Regions from separate parts of the Mus musculus genome. Here region 2 is linked to region 1. The links are chromatin contacts, called in public promoter capture Hi-C maps. All regions are on one chromosome and are shown on one strand. Each heading gives the region's core, a stretch centred on a gene start, on an enhancer-like site or on the middle of the called end of the contact. The rest is flanking DNA. Distances are from core to core; before and after follow the strand shown.

The links. Promoter capture Hi-C pulls out the DNA fragments that hold promoters and counts their contacts.
Region 2: a contact with region 1 is called in a promoter capture Hi-C map of hippocampal neurons, with 6 times the contacts expected there. The contact joins the promoter of Prmt8 here to the enhancer-like site in region 1. A contact is called at or near these places in 3 of 39 promoter capture datasets (cranial neural crest, hippocampal neurons and second pharyngeal arch cranial neural crest), 4 of 484 Hi-C or Micro-C datasets (cerebellar granule neurons, cerebral cortex and embryonic stem cells), 12 of 115 datasets of contacts at active chromatin or transcription factors (VIP interneurons, craniofacial prominence, differentiating embryonic stem cells and 7 more) and 2 of 9 other capture datasets (adipose tissue and liver).

The regions. Positions count from the first base shown.
Region 1 is chr6:127,688,333-127,693,784 of GRCm38.p6, reverse strand. It overlaps Prmt8 (protein arginine N-methyltransferase 8), which reads left to right. Exons shown (of 10, transcript NM_201371.2): 9 at 3,054-3,175; 10 at 3,877-4,776. The coding sequence ends at 3,960. Among named protein-coding and RNA genes, the nearest start is that of Gm38900, 35 kb to the left of the region's middle. Within about 2 kb of position 1,339, at least 12 of the 459 cell types and tissues checked have an H3K27ac peak or open chromatin away from gene starts, as enhancers often do. A contact at or near this core is called in VIP interneurons, cerebral cortex and hippocampal neurons, where this site is marked.
Region 2 is chr6:127,764,676-127,770,568 of GRCm38.p6, reverse strand. It overlaps Prmt8 (protein arginine N-methyltransferase 8), which reads left to right and starts at 1,410. Exons shown (of 10, transcript NM_201371.2): 1 at 1,410-1,896. The coding sequence starts at 1,822.

The DNA of each region.
Region 1 (5,452 bases), core at 90-2,589:
ACGGCACAACATGAGTGCCACCCTGCATACTGCAGCATTCCAGTTATAACCTGCATGTTCCAGGGCACCAGAGTCAGGCAGTGTGTCTTTGAGGGCATCCCTCCGGACGGACGCTTCATGTGATAATGCACCACCAGCTGCCATGGCTTAGCAGGTCCCTAGTGTGGCTTTGTTATAACTAATAGGTTGTAAGTGGAGTGTCCCTATGATTCAGCTTTCAATGAGGGATGTTTTGGCAAGCCAAGGGGAGATCTAGGGATGACTGTGCTTCATAAACAGACAGGAGCCATGTCCGCAGGCACAGAGGGATGTCTAGTCCCTCTTCACCATCTCCAATATCATGTCTTAAGTCTACAAATGATGGAGACAGGATGGTCTGTCTGCTCTATGTATCCCACATTCCCAGTCTTTACTGTACTAACACAGGAGCATATGGAGGAGGCTTGCTTATCCTTCATGCTGAGGAGGCTTCCAGCATTGCTAGCTGACTCCTGGTGGCACGGGAGTTTCAGGGTCAGAGTACAAACCTGCGGCAAGGAAGACTCTAGGACCAGGCCCTTTTGTTCTTCCCACAAAAGAAGACAGCCATTTTAGCTACGGGGGCAGGTATTCTGTCTTGCCATATCTGTCCCCTGTGTGTCCCACCTTCCCTGAATTATTGAATTAAAAATGCAAAGTGGATCTAGGAGATCTAGGAATTACAGTACTGCACGAACAGAGAGGAACCATGTCCACAAGCATAGAGGGATATATGGTCACTCTTCACTGGCTATCTTACCCATACGACACCACAGGGGATAAATATCATGCCATAAATCTACAAATGATAGAGATAGGATGCAAGCCTTTAAATTCTTCTGTTTCTATGGGACACGGTGGAAAACTCAGAAGAGAAACCCTGAGACAAACTGTGGCCACTGGCTCCACTATGAAAATGATATGCTTGGAGGAGGTTCTTAATCTTTTGAAACAATGTTTCTGCTACCCAGGGATGGCATGTATGCTTTGGGGCCACTCACTGGAGGCAGACTGGCCTCGCTGGCCAGCAGATCTAAGCCAATGAAGCTGGAAGGTTTCTTATTGGATGAGAGAGAAGGCAGTTTGACTCCCCTTCACTGAAGGTCTTTAGGAACAGGAGAGACACCTGCCTGAGTGGGCGGAGGTGGAGATGGGGGCGAGGATGCTGTCAGTCACACTCCGCATTCCCGCACTCACAGCCAGAACTTGTCTTTTGACAGTTTATTTAGAGGTAATTGGCAGCAGGCGTGCTGAGAGCAGGTGGTCTGCCGTCAGCAGCACACGCCTTGCAGGCTGGGTGCTAGGTGGGCTTGAGGCCCAAGCCTCTGCAAAGCACAAGCTGTGTGTGGCATCTCATCCCTCCACTCCCCCTCCAGATGCTCTGTCCTGTGACCTTGAGTTTTCATTGATTCCCAAATGCACACACTGAAGTCTGCTCTAGCCTCTCTCTGACCACTGACATTTGATCAAGCTAGCTCATTGCAAACAACAAGGGGCGGGGGAGGGGGAAAGGCCTCTTTGCTGTCATTAAAATAGATCTTGGGGTTTTTGAAAGATCTCTGAGGTCACCCCAACTGACTTGACGCATGACAGTTGAACTTATTTTCAGTGGTGTCCTCAACACCTGGGAAGGAGCCAGTAATTCAGTTCCTACGACTGTGAGGCAGCCCCAGTTCTTCCTGCACTCGGACTTCTGGGTCCTAGTAATTCCCAAAGCCACGTCTAAGGCACATATAAATCTCCTATGCAACAGTCTCTGATGTGCCTGAAGGGCACCCCTGTCCTTCCCAACTCCTGTTGCTGTTCATGTTGGTTTTAAGCAAGAAGAAAAGTCCACTGGGGGAAGACAACGGTCTAAGCCAAGAGGAGTTCACTATAAAGTGAGGCTTCTGCAGCCCACAGGTTTCAGTTGAGCATCTTTGGGCACATCACACATCATGGGGTACTGAGCTTTGGGCTCTTGACACTGTCCACTTGCCACTAGGCTCAGTGCTTCTAGATTTAACGTGGAGAGAGCTTAGCAGTGCTAAGCAAGGCTGGCCTGGCCCCACTCTCTAGGAGCCTACAGAGGATGCAAACAATTGAGAGGAAGACCTTTACTCTGAAGCTGACCAGACATTGTGATGACATCAATTCTGGATGTCCTTGGAGTGCTGGATTTAGGTTGGAGTGGTCCAGGAAGGCTGGCCTTGAAGGAAGAGGATGTTGTGAGTAGGAAAGGAAGAGTACTCTTCAGGCAGTCACTGCCCGAGAGAAGGGCTACATCCCAGGACACAGGACCCTCCCAGTTAGCTGGAAACTACATGGAATTTAGTGATAAATAACACAGAGGTGCGCACATCATAATGGTCTTGAATTATGCAGGAGGGGTGATCTCTGAAGTAAGACTTCCCCTGCTCCCATTTCTTTCTGGTACTGTTGGGAAGGCAGGGCTGGAATCTTATACCAGGACTGGATCAAGGTGCTGGGTACCACACAGGGCAAGCTCACAGGCAAGGGAGGCTATCTGAAGGAGGGAAGGGTAAGAAAGGGAGTGTCAGTAAAGCTGGGAAACGGGCTGAGCTGTAGAGTTAGCACCAATGATGTCATAAGTCTAAAATGATGGAGACAGGATGGCCTGCTCTGTACATCTCACACTCTGATTCTCTACTAACACAGGAGCACAGGGAGGAGGTTTGCTTATGCTAATGAGGTTAGTTGTTGAGGGAGCTTCAAGAATACCAGCTGTCTCTTCTCTGACCCCTCAGTAAGATCACGAGTTCTGTCTGTCGGACTAGGGTTGGGATGGGAGGTCAGACATTGGGCTGAGTCGAGAATTCTGGGTCTTGGACCTGAGCCCTGAGTGTTGGGATGTGAGCAGAAATCAGAGGCCTAGGTTCTTGGCTTCAACTGACTCTTGTTCATCTCTGTCTCTCTGTCTCTGTCTGTCTCTGTCTGTCTCTGTCTCTGTCTCTCTGTCTCTCTGTCTCTCTGTCTCTCTGTCTCTCTCTCTCTCTCTCTCTCTCTCTCTCTCCCTCTCTCTCATCCACCTCCAGCCCCTGATGCCCCCTACACCCACTGGAAGCAGACTGTCTTCTACTTAGAAGACTACCTCACTGTCCGGAGAGGGGAGGAAATCTACGGGACCATATCCATGAAGCCAAATGCCAAAAATGTGGTGAGTCTAGGAATCCCTGCATGGCCAGGGCCAAGGGAAACACAGAGTTGACTCTTAGGGAGCTCTCAGAAGTCACCCACCTAGTCTAATGCCGTGTGTACAAATGGACCAACTTCTAGGGGAGGCAGACAGCAGCTGTGTTTGCAGGTGACCAAGGCCTAATTGGGTGACTTCAACTTTGACTCTTCCAAACTCCAATGGCTAGAGGCTTCCTAGACTCCGACCTCAACCTTGAGGACAGCTCCTGGAAGCTCCCAGGAGAGCCTTTGAGAATGGATGTTGTATAAATGGGTTCTGCTTCATTTAGGGTGAGTTGAGCCAGGAAAAGCAAGTGTCTGGTTTATTTCTCCAGCTGACCTGGTGGGACCTTTCTGAGATGCCCCTGTTTCTGCACAGATGCTGAAGGTCTGCAGGGTGGTTGAGGGTAATATCAAGGAAGACCCACCGACCTCAGTTACTGCCTGGATAAAAGCCAGGACTGCTTTCATGTGAGGACAGGAAGGCTTAGGTTAGCTATCAGAGCCCTTTCTGTGAGGATAATGGGGTACCAGAATGGTTTCCTGAGGACTGGTCTTGGAGTCCCCCTAGCTAGAACTCCCGTGGCTACCTATCCCCATGGCACCATGAGAAGTTCTGTGCCTGGGAAGGGCTACAATCTCCTACCCAGACTCATTCTGTGACCCTTTGCTCTTTCCTCATAGCGAGACCTCGATTTCACAGTAGACTTGGATTTTAAGGGACAGCTGTGTGAAACATCTGTATCTAATGACTACAAAATGCGTTAGCATACGTGGGAAGCTGCGGAGAGCGAGCAAGAAGAGGCACTCACTTCAGTCTGCCACGCTGCCCCAAGGAATACTGTTAGGAGGACCACACCAACCAGAGCTTTCCACTCTGCCTTGAAGATTGGCGAACTTGCCCAGGGCTCTCCTGGGCCCCCGCCATCACAGGGAGCCTCCAGGTCCTCTGCTCTGCCCCTGGAGCCCTTCACAAAGGCTTTGTTGTTGCCTTCCGTGCTATGGCTGGGGCTCTGAGGATGGAAGCATACCCATGTGCCCCCATTGTTCTCCTAAACTGACTCTCTGGATCTTTCAAGTTTTGCATGCTGCAGACATCTAGGACAGGTTACTTCCGCTAGAACCTGGAGACATAGTGTCTTTGATAGCATAAGCCAGATTTTCTGTCTGTGTGGTGGTTTGTGTGAGAGTGTATGTGTGTGCGTGTGCCAGTGTGTGTGTGTACAGCATATATATTAATTTACTTGCCCACCAACATCTGTATATGCATGCATATACAACTAAGTGGGCATAGTTGGGTGTTCATTCTGAGGGTGTGTGTGTGTGTGTGTGTGTGTGTGTGTGTGTGTGGTGAGTATGTGTGCCTAGAATCTATATTACTCTCAGAGGAGGTTCTGTTGCTTTTGAATAGGAATTTGTTTCGTGATTAGTTTTCCCCATCCTGATCCCGTAACAGATGTTACACAGCTATGAAACATTCTGTGGACTAGCTCTGGTCTCGTTCTGACTAGACTGTGGCTCTGAATCCTGAGCACAGTACCACGGGCTCTGTCGGCGCTCAATAAACACACATGAGAAAGAAGCAATGAGTACCTCTTTCTTTCCCTCATGCTCTAGAGGGTAAGGGTGGGTGGAGGGGGACGGTGGGTAGTAAGAGGCCACAGTAGGACAGAAAATCATGGGGCATAGGTCCTACTAGTGTTTATATTTGTTCACTGAAGGAGCAGCTGATAATTTTCTTAGCCTGAACACACCTTTCTGTAGATACCTAGGTCCTGCCCTGAGGAGTCAAGTGGGTCCTGGAGCTGTGGAGTTGAGGGTGCTGGGAGGGGGGTTAGAAAGTGACCAATAGTGCTTTCATGTAGCCTGGAAGCCTCTTACAGTCTGAACATGTACCGAGAAGCTTCAGGCCTGCTCTGCATATGGAAACAGTATTTCCACAAGATAGAAAGATGTGCTTTGATAGACTTGGTAGAGTGCTTGGTCTTTGTTTCTAGGTTATTCTTTGGCCTCTGGAATGTTAGTCTCACCTTTGTAGTCTCTCATAGGAGAGACATTCCAAGTGTTGAGGAGCAAAGGGGCTCATTGAAAGATGGAGTCCTTAGTGGATTGGTGGCGCCCAGGAGATGCAGAGGGGAGCCTTGCTAGGCAGGGGAAAGGCATACCAGTGAAGAATTGCTTCAGGTGGGACTGTCTGAATAGAATGGGTTATATGAGGTGGTGACAGGGACCACATATCCCAGCATGGCCTGACTCTATG
Region 2 (5,893 bases), core at 161-2,660, 77 kb before region 1:
CATTGCCAAAGACTGCTCATTCATGCCCAACTCGAATTCAGGTCTGTGGTTTGAGAAGGTTGAGGGGAATTTACTCTTGTTTTGGGATTATCAGTGCGGTTAACCCAAGCTTCTTGCTATATTTTCTTTAATCCTTCTCATCTCCCTCCTCTTCCCGTTTTTTACTCCTCACCTCTGCTCACGGCCATGTCTCTTCTCTTTGCCTGAGGATCTTGGTCTGATAGAAGTATCTATCACCGTGAGCCGAGCTGGGTTTTGGCCCTTTTCCTCAATGAACCTGGGTTAGTTGAGGACAGTCACTCTTACACTTCTTGGCTATCAAAGGCTATGATCAGACTAAACAGGGCGATTGGTTTAAATAACTCAACTAAGGACTGAGATGAAGCGGGAAGAAAGCTCCTGGCACATCTGTGCGGTCCCTGACCTTGACCTGTGGGCCAGAAAGCCTGAAGGTTCAGCTTTCCCGGAGATAGCCAGCTACAGAGTCCTGAGTATGGCCTCCCTCCCCCATTGTTCTATCCCTCAATGCCTGACAGATGGCCCGAAAGAGAGAAAAAAAGCTCTCAAAGTGAAGACAGGAATGCATTGTATAAAAATTCACACCCCCCGCTGCCGCCCAAACTCTCCCTTAAAAAAGGATCGAGAGAATCCTAATGGGTACGTGACATCCTCACGGCTCTCTCCCATAAAAGGGACGTCAGGAGAGGGTGAAGGTGGGGGAGGGGCTGTAGGGGAGGGGGAGAGATGTGTGTCCCCCCGGGAGTGGGGGCTGACAGGCTAGACAGGGGTAGGGGAGCTAGACCGCGGACCCTTTTATTGATTTGTTCCTGGTTGTTTTCCCAAGCCACCTCAGGCAGCCACCTTCACTTCAACCCGGTCCTCCTGAGAGGGGTTTGAAGGCCTTCTGGTCTTGGGTCCTGAGGGTGAAGAAAAGCTAGATAGAGAGGACCTAGAGTTGAAGGAGTTGAGGACTTCCCCCTCCCATCCAGACACCCACCCTGTTCATGCCCCAAACAGTAATCCGCGCAGGAAGGATCCAGGAATCGACCGGGTGGGGGGGCTGGGGAGGGGTGAGGGGCGTAGACATTTGGTAACCGTGGCTGAGTCTTGTCCGGTGCTTGCCCTCGTTAGAAGGACTTGCACTGGGCTGAGACCCTCCAGCAGCCTCGTGGACGCCTGCTTCCCGGAGCCTGGCGCGCGGCCCCGCAGCGTGCGCGCAGCCCTAGCCCCCGCGCCAGGTGTGCGCCGCGCCAGGAGCGCAGCGGAGCGCAGGCGGCCCCCAGACCCCGCGGTCCCGGGCACGGGGGCGGGCTGGGGGTCTCCGCCGTCAGCGCCCCGCCACCCGCTCGCTCCCGCGCACCTCCCACCCCGCCCCCACTCACCGGCTCAGCCCCCGGGAGCGCCGAGCAGGACGCGTGTTGCTTCGCCCAGCGATCGGCAGAAGTTGGGAGAGTTGCCGTCCGCCTCCCGCCTGCCGGACTTCGGAGCCGCTGCCTCTGCCGGCGAGCCCGCGGGGCCGCCTCCCTCCCTCCCGCCCAGCCCGCCGCGCAGGGGAGAGGGGCGCGGAGGGGGTCGTGAGCGCGACCAGAACTTGCAAGTGTGCGAAGGGATGCGAGGCAGATGAAGAGCGAGGAAACGTGAACAAAGTGGCGACCGCAGGAGGGACTCCACAGAGCTCGATTGTCGCGGAGGACGCTCCGGGAGAGGGGCTGGCTGGGATTTTTTCCCCCCTCCTCTTGCATTCTTAGGCTCTCTTTTAAAGCCACATCAGCCGTCTCTCGTTCTTTACTATCTCGAATCCCCAAACCCTTGTTGGCTCTTATGGGCATGAAACACTCCTCCCGCTGCCTGCTCCTCCGGAGGAAAATGGCGGAGAATGCAGTCGAAAGCACCGAGGTAAGGAGGCGACCGGGCCGGGGTTTTCAGCGACCCTGCCTCCCACTGGGACCCCTGTGTGCCGCCGCTGCTTGCTGCCACCACCAACGCCGTGGTGCCAAACTTTCCCCATCCCGCTTGTCCCTGCCGAGAGAGAGAGAGAGAGAGAGAGAGAGAGAGAGAGAGAGAGAGAGAGAGAGAGAAGTGTAGGAGTGTGTGTGGGGGGCGACGGTGCACGTCTCAGTTCCTTTCCCCCTTGAAAATCTAAATTTTCAGCCCCATCACCCTCTCCTGCCACCCTCTGCTCCCTTCCTGTTCCCCTAAGTCCCAAACCTTGGGCAGCCCGGCTCCCCTGCCCCTGTGCACAGGATTCCGATAGTGATCCCGGATCCCGGCTTTACGAAGAGCTGGAGTGGGTTATATTAGGGCCAGGTTTGCTCCCTGCAGTGCACCGATTATCTCCCACCGCTACCTGGGCTTTACCCTTCAAGCTCGAGGTGGTCCCCAAGCTATGGGTCCCTGCAACACCGCGGAGAGCTCCCGGCCTTAGGGGGCCGACCTGGTGGCAGTACTAAGCACCTGCACCTGACCTCCCCCGCAGTCCCCAGTCCACAGCTGGGCCGGAGGTCTGCAGTCCTAGGGTGCTTAAGGCGCCGAGGGAGAGCGGAACCCTGGGAGGGCGCACCGACCGCGGCCCCATTCAGCACCAGGGACAGCGCCCGCGCCTGCCGCAGCTTAGCCCGCACAAGCAGCGGGGGTTGTGCGCCCTGGGCTGCAGCGCGAAACCGGTCTGCGGCCACTTGTCCCGCAGCAGCTTTTAAGGAGGCCGCTCTAGCTCCGCAAATGATACTCTTGCCCTCCGTCTTCGGCAGTCCTTACGGCCGCCCCGTATCTGCCCTTTCTCTACTCCGGAGTTGGCCTTGAGCTGCAGAGAGCCCAGCGGGTCTTTGCGTCCCGAGCAAGTGTGTTCTTTCGCCTCGCTCTGACCCAGCTGTCATCACAATGGGATTTTTCCCTGGTTTTGGGCACCTGTAGTCATGGAGGGGATCGGCATGGGCAGCCCCCTTACCTTCACAGAGGAACTGTGCGCCGAGGTGGGGGTGGAGTGGGGCGTGTGTGTGATCATCCCTTATTCGGTGGCAGGAAAAAGACACAGAGCAAACTCCGGGGCTCTATTAATAGCCCAGTGTCTGGTGGGGCTGCCGTACATTTCACATACGGTAACCCATATGCAGCGTGGGGCTGAGATGGGGGTGTGGCGCGGAGACTGTCCAGGCCTTGCGGGAAAGCAAAAACAACGTGAAGACCTTTCCCGGCCTTCTTTCCTAGAGGTCACAACTCATTCCCCGCCTCACGGTATAGGCAGCAAAGCTTAAGAATACCCATTCCTTGGACACTAGAGGCAGCATGCTTCTGGCAACTGTCGATTTTGAAACAAACACGATCTGGGGCTGGAAGATGAGGGGCATACAGCAGTTAATGTCTTCTCCTTGAGTTAGGGCAAAGCCATTCTGCATGTCGTTCCTTGGACCATCCTCTTCCCCACCCCAACCTGGGAGCAGAGTCTTTGAAACCGAGTAATAGCACCAGACGCTCAGCATTCCCCTCCCCCTCCGCCCTCTGATCGCCCACCCGCGGAACAGGTTTCTAAAAATAGCTTGGAGTCTCAAGGCCGCGCACTGGTGAAGTGTTGGGCCAGCCAGCTTGTAGCAGTCCCTGCAACCCAGTAGCTATAGCTCTTCCCTGCTTTTTCCCTATCCCACCTCATCTTCACTTGTCTTAAAAAAAAATAGAAAATAAAAATAAAAAAAGTTTTCGTGGGTCCTCGTCCACAATCACCCGGACTGGCGTGTGGGGTCTAGTGCAGACCCGGGCCACGTTCCGCAGTGTGCAGTGGCGGCTGCGGCTCTCTCCACCTCGGTGAGGGTTAAAGGCGTCCGGAGCAGGCAGAGCGACGCGCGACAGGCTATTTTTACTCGCTTCCCCCGCTGCTCTGAGCTCCCCCTTCTCAGCAGTCGCACATGCCAGCTCTGCTCAAGGCATCAATGAAAACAGCAGTAGAAGCGGTGGTGGCAGGGGCGGAGGGGGGGGGGGAGGACGACGGAGTGGGGAGGGAGGGAGGGAGGAAGAGAGAGAGAGAGAGAGAGAGAGAGAGAGAGAGAGAGAGAGAGAGAGAGAGAGAGAGAGAACCCAGCTGGTCTTAGACCCCTTAGATGACAATGAATCAAAGCGGAACATGGGAAGGTTCAGCTCTCAGCAACTTCCTTGGAGAAAGGATGCAACCCAGACTTGGTCAAACGTGCCCAGTGAGGCATACAGGCCTCGTGACTACTGCTTGGTTTTCCTCCAGGAACGGGCAGGCTGTTTTTGGAATAAGCTAAGAGCAAAGTGGTGCTTCCAAAGTGGGGTATTGAGGGGGTTGCATTGCCTGCACATCTTAGGGGTACCAAGAGCACACTTGTGGATGTGTGGAGTGTGTGGGCGGGGGGGGGGAGGGGCGGGAATGACAACGGTTGCTGTCCAGTCTCTAGCAGGTACTCACTCTGTACCCGGAAAAGTAGGTTTCTAAGACCCTAGTGGCCTGGCTTTTGCCCTCAAAGAGCTCACAAATTAGTGAACACAGTTGTGACTGGAGAGCCCGGTTACATCTTTCCCTGCGTCTTGCAGGTGGTAGCATACTACTTGTGTTCTGTGCTCATACTAAGGCTATGAGAGAAGCGAAGGTTAGTATTTGTTTCCCATTTTCTTGGAGACCACAGAGTAGCCTGAGGTCAGGCAGTGACTCCGGCCAGCTGGCGGGTTAAATCGGGCTTGGGGTATGGATTGCCCTCACTTTCAATCCATTGCTCTTTGCTCCACTCTTGCTATTTCTAGCAAGATGCCATGTGTGAATGGGAGTGCATGCGAGTGGGAGGAGACGATTGCTTTGGAAGGGAAAGGCAGTGGGGAGGGAAGGTGGGGAGGGGAGGCAGAGAGGATGGCAGTTATCAGGCAGGGGAGGGAGGTGGTGGTGCTGCTGGTGGTGGTGGTGGTAGCAGTGGTGGTAGTGGTGGTGGTGAGGCATGTAGTATTGAGACTGAGGCTGTGACTCTATATACTGTGACCACCATCTTCAGACCTGGAACAAGGTGAGATACTAGGGCATGGAGCCTCCTGTGTGAGGCGTTGTGGCTTGAGTACACCTTCCACCCCTTTGATTTTGGTCTCTTAAACTTGTTCATGAGCTGATTCAGTTTGTGGCCAATAATCTGTGTATGGTGTAGGGAAACATCAGGGCAGTCCCCGACCTCACTTCCTGCTCTGTCTTCCATCCCAGAATCTCCTAGGGCCACTTTTTTCTTTCGAGACAGGGTCTCCCATACCCCAGGCAAGCCTTGAGCTCCTTATCTTTCTGACTCTACTTTCTGAGTGCTTAGGCATGAGACCCCACTGCAGTGGGATTTACACAGTGCTGGAGATTAAACCCAGGGTTTTGTGAATGTTAGGCAAACTCTACCAACTGAGCTACATCTTCAGTGTGGTGCTGGGGCTTCCTGTGACATCTGTAGAGCCTCCACTCCCACTCTCTGCAGCCTACGCACATGCAGGCCCTTTATCTCCATGCTAGAACCTTAGCTCCCAGCATCTGGCCATGTCTGGTCCAGCCTCCCCATCCTTGCAGGGCTAGCTTTTGAAAGGACAAATCTGCTTGTGGTAGGTCAGCTCTCTGAAAACTTAGGAACTACCTCATTTCCTACAGGGTACTGGTGTCCTTAGCATAGTAAACAAGGCCCTTGAATACTTGCCCTATGGGAGACTCCAAGGCAGCCGAATGTATGCTGAATACTTTTGTGATCCTCCATCCATCTAAAATGCTTCTTCCCGTTCTCCTCTCTGGGGGAAAAAAGTCTTCCTCAACCTGCAAGATTCAAATCAAATGTTGCTTCCTCTGGGCAGCCTTCCCAGATCTCTCATTTAACCTCTCTCCCGAGGGAGAGTAATCCATGGATTCTTCTTAGGTATTTGTGCTGCCTGTCTC